Regions from separate parts of the Acanthopagrus latus genome. Here region 1 is linked to region 2. The links are chromatin contacts, called in public Hi-C maps. All regions are on one chromosome and are shown on one strand. The core of a region is the stretch at or near the end of the contact, and the rest is flanking DNA. Distances in the headings are between cores, read along the strand shown. Region 1 holds the start of rngtt (mRNA-capping enzyme). Region 2 holds the start of akirin2 (akirin-2).

Region 1 (4,138 bases), core at 1,282-3,781, 140 kb after region 2:
ATTTATAAATATATATAAATACATTTATTATGGGTTTTTCCGAACATACGATAAATCTGCTGGCTCAAAAACATACATACAGTAATTCTAATATTTGGTTAAATGTCCCTTGGCCATTTTTGCCACAAGGTGGCTTTTGATGCCCATCCACCACCTCTGGTAGTTCTCGGGCTGAATTTTTAACCACTCCTCGACAGAATGAGTGGAGTTGGACAGTAACACGAATTTGTTTCTCCAGCTCATTCCACATGATCTTGATGGGGTTCAAGTCAGGACTTTGGGAAGGCAATTCCGAAACCTCAATTCTAGCCTGATTTAGCCTTTCCTTTACCACGTCTGATTTGCGTTTGGGATCATTGTCCTGTTGGAACACCTAACTGCACCCAAGCCCAGATCTCTTGGCTGATGATTTTAGGTTTTCATTAAGAATTGGGAGATAATCGTCCTTCTCTATTATTCCATTTACTTTCTTTAGAGCACCAGATCCACTGGCAGCAAAACATCCCCACAGCATAATATTTCTAACAAGATGCTTGTCAGTAAGCTTTCCTGACTAGTTCAAATCAATGGTGGGCTCTTTTTCTTTCCCATTATAGCGTTTGTGGCTTAGAGTGCTGAGAAAAGTCATCAGCCATTATCAATCAGAATCACTCAGAAGAAGTTAAGAGACCAAACACAGAAAATGTGATTCACACAACGTTATAAAATCACCTGCATTTACCATTCGAGTTACTGTATATCTACTTTTGACCCAGCAGATCTGGTCACATTTTCAGAAGGCGCATTCATATAAATCAAATTAAGATTTGAAGCCAATTGCGCAAATGTTTCTTTTTGTGGCAAAGCAGCATGTGTCCCTCTCATCCCATCACAGTAAAATTAGAGCTGTAGAAATCATCAGAATTTAAGTCTGCCATGGTATACATTTCCATTACAATCATATTTAAAATTTTGACCGGGACTGTATATGTACCCATGTTCCAATATGCCTGACTAATTATGAGGCGTGTATAATTTTGACTTTTTATTTCATATTTTGGCGTTTGATCTCAAAATACTGACTTTAGGTCTCAGAATTTCGACCCTCTATCCCAGAATTATGACTGGTATGGCCTTCCATACAAAAGGTATTGTCATATCTAAGTTGACCCGTCTGTGTGCTTTAGTTAAAGTAATAGGTCTGGATCTTTAAGTACCACCATTACCAACGTTAACGTTAATTTGTACATCTGTCTCGACTGCTGCACTTATAAAAAGCAGACGAGGGTGTACATGGGTCTTGCCATGCCAGATTCATGTAAACAAGCGGTCATGTTTACATGATTTACTGTATGACGACCGCTACATAGAATCGTGCCCAACCATGCTACTGCCCCGGTTTGTTTTGACACGTGACGCTCCGACAGCGATGCTAGCCAGCTCCCTGACTGTTAGCACTTTTCTACTGCACTTTTTCTTACGGGAAATAAATGAAAAACACATAGCTCCCACAGAGTCGGCTTAAACTCGGGATTAAATCGGAGTTGTTGGCTCGTAAAAAGCACGCACTTCGATAGCCCGTAAGCCACAGGTGCCAATTTAGCTAAACGGCGCGCGCTCGGACGGTGTCATGTCAAGCTCCATTTGAAAATATGACAAATGAAGGTGGTCTCGCTGTAAGCCGCAAACAAACATGCGCACTGATAAATGTCTAAGCTTCTTGAGTTCCTTAGTGTAATCCAGTGGCATCGGCGCCTTATCTCACACCAAACATCGCATTTTAAAAAAATAAAATAAAAAAAGATATTTATATACTAGGGACTACACTGCTCACTAACGTCACTGTGTTGTGATGCTAGACATCCCATTTATACGTGACTGAAACAGAACCAAGTGGCTGCCCGGTACATCAGGACGTTCGGAAAATTAGAAAAGCGGATCATAACATTCCAGAAAAGGTACCCTAATATGTACTATCAGCATTCAGAGTGAAGAACACAAGATGCAATAAATCCCACAGCTAACAGCTAATTATAATAGCAATTGCAAAACGTAACGTTAATTTAGTATGATTAATGAAGCGTTAGATTAGCCGTTATTGTCTCACCTGCCACTGGCTGTCCTCTTCTGGGACAATTCCGCCATCGAGGAGGGGGTCCGTTATGTGACATTTTCAGGAGAGGTTTTGGTGCAGTGATTCTAACTAGCTAGCCTGTAGCTGGATGCTCCCCCTCTCAGATCACACCGATTCCCGGTTGTCGTTGACCCAAGCACCGCGGACTCAAGGCCCTTTAGCTTCTAATTCAGGAGGATCATCCAACAAGTTTGAGCCCGGTCAACATCCTGACGGGCCGGCGGATATTTACACAAAACATGTGCTATTACACCTCGCGGACGATAAGCATCCCAAAAATGGCGTTATGTTTTTATTCCGTTTCTTCTTAAATCCAGATTGTTAGCAATTAGCTAGCACAGCCTCGCTACAGTCAACAAACGCGCTAGCTAGCTAGGGCTAAACTAGCCAGTCTTCTACTCTGGTTGCTAATGTGTGTAGCTCAGACGACAACCTTCGTGCTACCGCCACCTGCTGCACACACGAGGAAGGACACAAAACTGCCCACCTGACCGTACATGTACTTTTAACCTTCTGCAAAAATAAACAAATAAAAAAAATGCACACATGCTTATACATGTGTTCTCCTATCACAGACCATATCACCATTTGTCTTTGAAATGGATTAAAAGCAGCACATTTCAAACAACAAGACAGAGGGTAAATTACTGATTTTCCTTTCTTTATTTTACATGTTTGTTATTTGTAATATTCTTGTGGTTCTCTGCCACAGACATGGCCTGGTTTTGTTTTATTGTTTCATGTTCGATAAAGTACAAACTCACACCAGTTTTCAAACACATTTAACTATATACATGTTATATAAATGTGAATATACATGAATATTTATTAAAATGTTTCAATGCATTTGGTGATGAATTAACTTTGAACTGTTTAAAGGTGCACTATGTAGTTTATGGAGTTGGAAGTTTTAACTTCTAAAGAGAAAGATCTTTGTTGATTTTTTAGGCGTAAACACACTTAATAATCAGACTGAATAAACAATCTGACCTTCAAGGACAACACGATTTCGTACTGTTTGTGGCGGACCCTGCCACCTTTCTTGCTTCGAACATTGTTCTAGGGACCTTATTTTCCTCTGAGAACAGCTTGTTTAAAAATGTATTGAAAAAATATATATATTTCTGAGTTTGTATCATTACCTCATTTATGTTGAAAATGTAAAACTTCTGAGTTTGAATTTCTTCTCCAAAAAATACATAGTGCCCCCTTAACCATTTTCAATATATATATATACACACAATATACAGTGAACAAAACTAGATTTGTGATGAGGCATTGCATTATATCTGTAAACAGCATGTTGGGTGTAGTTCTGGAGCCCTTTTCACATCATTCTATACAAAAAACGACTAGTGTGAAAGGGATATCTAAACATAGCTGCATAACAATAAATGCCATACTATCACACAGCTTATGTAAAGTAAATGTTAATGTTGTAATTCACGCCAAGTTGTGCAGGAAAAATAAACAAGAAACACATGAGAATCCTAATATAGTACAGGGATAGTATTCTGACTTTTAAAACAAAACTGAATCCTCACTATTTACACAAATCTACCAAAGCTACCATGGACAAACCTGGGCGTTATGACATAATATGATGCAGTCTGAATGTGTTCACATTTGTTTCATCATTTCGACCTCCACAACATGATGTAGTAAATGAATAGAAAACCCCTGCTTGAGGGACATACATATATTATGTCCATGTAACTATCTCTGTAAAATACATCAGCTTGACTCAATAAAGCAGCAAGTACACACATTTTTTTTTTACATAAATATTTACATGTTTGTATCAATAAAAGATAGACGTTGGTGAAATGCAAACATACAGTGTTTTACACAACAAGGCATTACATTTTGATAAACAGTCATATTAAACCCAATCATCATTACTTTCATTCCCCATCGAGCGCAGTCCAACTTGATTCTTGTAAACTCGTTACAAGTTGTCTTGTCACCTCCCTTACCTGCCCTGACCTTGTTCAAACATGTCCAGACTGACGTAAACACTCAGCG
Region 2 (3,784 bases), core at 31-2,530:
GAGTTAACCGTTGGGTCTGATGAGATTGTATGCAGTTTAGATTATCCTTTAAATCCTGATCTGGAATGGGTTATGGGATTTATGAAAATGACCCAATATTTTCAGTGAGGAAGTGCCACTGGTACCTGGAAGAGCTGATCCACTGTGAATGTTCTGCAGGTCAACAGGACAGGAGCCGTCTGCCTGCTGGAAAGCACTGTCCAGGTGTCGTCGCTTCTGCAGCCGCTTGTACTCCTGTTTGATGTTGTGTAGAATTTGCTCTGAAACAAAGTACATCGTTGTTTGAGATCACATTTGTATATGTGCACAATTTACATCTTGGCAAACGGTACAAGTAACTGTACTGCTTGCAGCACAACGTCCATCTGTTTGATACACAACAAGAACACAAACCTCAGAGAACTCTTTCCTGTTATTCACACACTTTGCATCCTCAAAACCACTGCTTAACATTTTACATTTTGACATAAAATCTTCCACACGGTCAAGGCCGAATGTACCACTGGGCAATAAAGATTCATACTACATAATATACAATATATGTTAACAGACAAGCCACATAAATAACATTAACACGTATTAAATTTGGCAAACTGCCTGTGGAGTTTTGTCCGATTCACACGACAGACACCGGTATGCTAATGGCGTACATGCTATCACTATCAAGTTCGCAATTAGGCCTGTGTAACGACTCTAACCTTGACCATTACATGGAACTGTGAAATCTGGATTTAGGTTCGTACCTGCTGTGAGTCTGGACGACACTTCCCCGAAAGGTGAAGGCTCCATACGCAAATATTTCTGTGGTGAAGAGACTGGAGACATGATCGGGGCGCACCTCCTTCTTTTAGGAGAAGCCGGGTTCATTAGCGGATCGAAGTCCAGGCTCCTTTTCAGAGTAGCCCCACAAGCCATCACACTGAACTGTGTCTAAAAATCTAAACTAGAAAACCTAAAATCCCCTGTTGTCTTGGTAAATTGCGGACCTGGGCCCCGGTCTGTGCTACCAATGCTAACTCACGTTAGCTAGGTCAAACGGCAGCAGCGGTTCCGGTCTTCAGACAAATACGCACTTCTTTTCTTTCTCGTCGCCTTCTGCTGATAAATCTCTTAGAGTTCAGGTGACCGAGTATATCTCCAATAAGTCTGGATGAAAGAAGTGAGGGCAAATGTTGTATATAATCAGATGATTATAGATTTTCCAGCAGCAGTCGTGAGTATTTCCAACAACGGCTCAGACTAGCTTACTTTATGTTACGATCTACTGGGTCGGTTGCGAGCATGCGCAACAGAGTGGCCTCATGCTGGTACTTGTAGTTTTATTTCAGACCGCTGCCATTGTTTTTAGTAGCTTGGAAAACTACATTTCCCGAATACCTTGAGACGGTGCTTTTTTTCAAATTTGATTTGTTTGTTAACAAAACCCCCTAAACCACGGAAAAGTTTCATTTTCATCTAAAATGTTAACAAAAAGGCAATAAAAAGGGCTTTATAAAAAAGGAAAGGTAATTTCAGATATATGATTATTAAACATTGAGAGAACACTTGAAAGGGAACATTTAAATTGATGTTTTCAAGTTTGAATAAAAAATAAATAAATAAAGTTGACTGGACTCAGGCCAGTTTGTCTAAAATGCAACCACAAAAAAGATTTATCTTCTATTCGAGGCATTTCATTATTTCACCACAGAATCAAATACCAAATATGAATCCATCTTTCATTTTGTGTTGAAAATAATGATAATTAAATCAGTCTGAAAATAAGTGGTCAACTAATTGCCTGTGGTTCATGTTAAGTATTGATCTAAATAAATTACTTAACAGACATGTGTTTGAACTTACAAAAGCCTGTGGTTGTAAAACATCCTATCTGGTTTGCAGTGTTTGACCCATGCCTTGCACACACACACACCCAAAAAAGTCCCTTCCACCACGATACAACTTTCTCAATGATCCCTGTACACACACACACACACACACACACACACACACACACACATTGAACTGTACAAAAGAGGAAGGGGAGTTTTGAGCCACTGGTATTTCAACATTTGTTCTCAGGAGAAATAGCACTATCCATTTTGATACTGAATTACACAAGATTGTAATTTTGTCATCACCCTCCAGCGTCAAGCTGGGAAGTCTTGAAAAGAAAACTCAGTAACATGCTTATGTATGAGTAAACAAGCTGTTGTGAGAGGAAAACAGGGTCCCCCAGAACACTGTTTGGAGCTAGAAAGGCAGCAGGGTCCGCCACATATAAACATATGTTATAATGTGTTTAGGTATGAAATTCAATCAATGAAGATCTTTCTCCTCTGATCAGAATTTCTTCACCAGAACCATATAGTGCATCTTTACGTTATGGTGTCATACTTTTAGGTGTGAGTCCAAAAGGTCATATGCAACTCATCCCACATCTTGGTCCAGCCAGAGCTGCAGCAGGAGATCATTTTCATTATCTGACAAATGTTTTCTTTTGTTTGGCACATACATTCTGTCGTGGCTTCCCAAAGCCCGAGTTCATGTGTTCAAACTGTTTTAGTCTGACCATCAAAAATCCAAAAGTGCTTGGTTTACCATCATGTCAGACAAAGAAAAGAAGTAAACACTCACAATTAAGAACTTTAACTGGGCGATTTTTAGCTTTTGATCTTCTGTCAAAAAACTCTATAATCTCTATTGGCTCTGGACTCAGCAAATGTTTATTTTTCAAATTCAACTCTAAATGTAGTTTTCCACACATGGCTGAATAAACCCGCCTCGTGGCTCGTCGTAGATTGGAGTGTTTGGCAGATAAATCCAGTTGATATCTGTGTGAACAGATGTTGTCATTTTCCTATCCCTTTAAGCCGAGTGATGAAAAGGACAGAGCAGATGTCGCCGTCAGACGATGCTGCGGAGGCCATTTTCTTGCGATTTGTCACTTTCATGGTTGCAAGATGTAACCTGTGCAATACTAACAGAGCTAAAATCAATGCAGACAGCATGTCTTCTTCCTTCAATGTCAGAAGTTCCATGAGGGGGCAGTAAAACCTCACAGACAGCTCTGGGTTTCGATCAGCTCAGGGCTGGGCTTCCTCTCACTTCAATCTGTTGGATGAATTAATCAGAGAATCTGCTGTGACCTCCTGTTTCCCCCGTCATCAAATAATCAATCAAATAACTGCAGGCGACATGACAACCATCTGCGACTTTATTCAAAAGTTGTAATTTTTTTTTTTAAACAGCAATATTAAAAACACTTGACTGATTGTGATTCCTCATTATGCCACCACTGTACAGAAGCCACTTGACAGTTGACATTTTGATCTTCAATACTCAATAATACAAGAGGCAGCAAAAGCATACTGATAAAACAGCTCGTCTGGATAACTTTACACCAAGATAAATGTCTACAGAACAATTGTGCCGTGAGATTTTCTAGATTAAAAAAGGTACTACATCATCTTTTCTCCGGTTTCTTTTTGTAAGGCCAGTCGTCGATTCTCCTCACGGCGCACACGCACAGACTTCCATTCAAGTCACCAGCTAATGAACACACCTTTGTTTTCTTTGCTCGCATAAGTAAAATCAACAGCAGACACATTTTTATTTAGAGTCACGCCAGAAGTACTTCACTAGGCCTGTGCATGGGTTGCTTTATTATTTTTACCGAGATGATGCCCCCGCTGCGACAGTAGCACTAAAACAACTCACTGCAATGATCAAAAAGTCTTGGGGCTGGAAATATATCACCAAGTCACAACGTATCACACACGTACAGTTCAGCAAAATCATACAT

What was found. A called contact is a pair of places that touch in the nucleus more often than the background predicts.
Region 1: a Hi-C map of muscle shows a contact between it and region 2, with 5 times the contacts expected there. The contact joins the promoter of rngtt here to the promoter of akirin2 in region 2. A contact is called at or near these places in 4 of 4 Hi-C or Micro-C datasets (liver and muscle).

Annotation. Positions count from the first base shown.
Region 1 is chr22:11,559,553-11,563,690 of fAcaLat1.1, forward strand. rngtt (mRNA-capping enzyme) reads right to left here and starts at 2,532. Exons shown (of 16, transcript XM_037086750.1): 1 at 2,087-2,532. The coding sequence starts at 2,150. LOC119013134 (interleukin-6 receptor subunit beta-like) reads right to left here. Exons shown (of 16, transcript XM_037087536.1): 16 at 2,754-4,138. The coding sequence ends at 4,086.
Region 2 is chr22:11,424,033-11,427,816 of fAcaLat1.1, forward strand. It overlaps akirin2 (akirin-2), which reads right to left and starts at 1,281. Exons shown (of 5, transcript XM_037086099.1): 1 at 744-1,281; 2 at 126-260. The coding sequence starts at 915. cnr1 (cannabinoid receptor 1) reads right to left here. Exons shown (of 2, transcript XM_037087488.1): 2 at 3,175-3,784.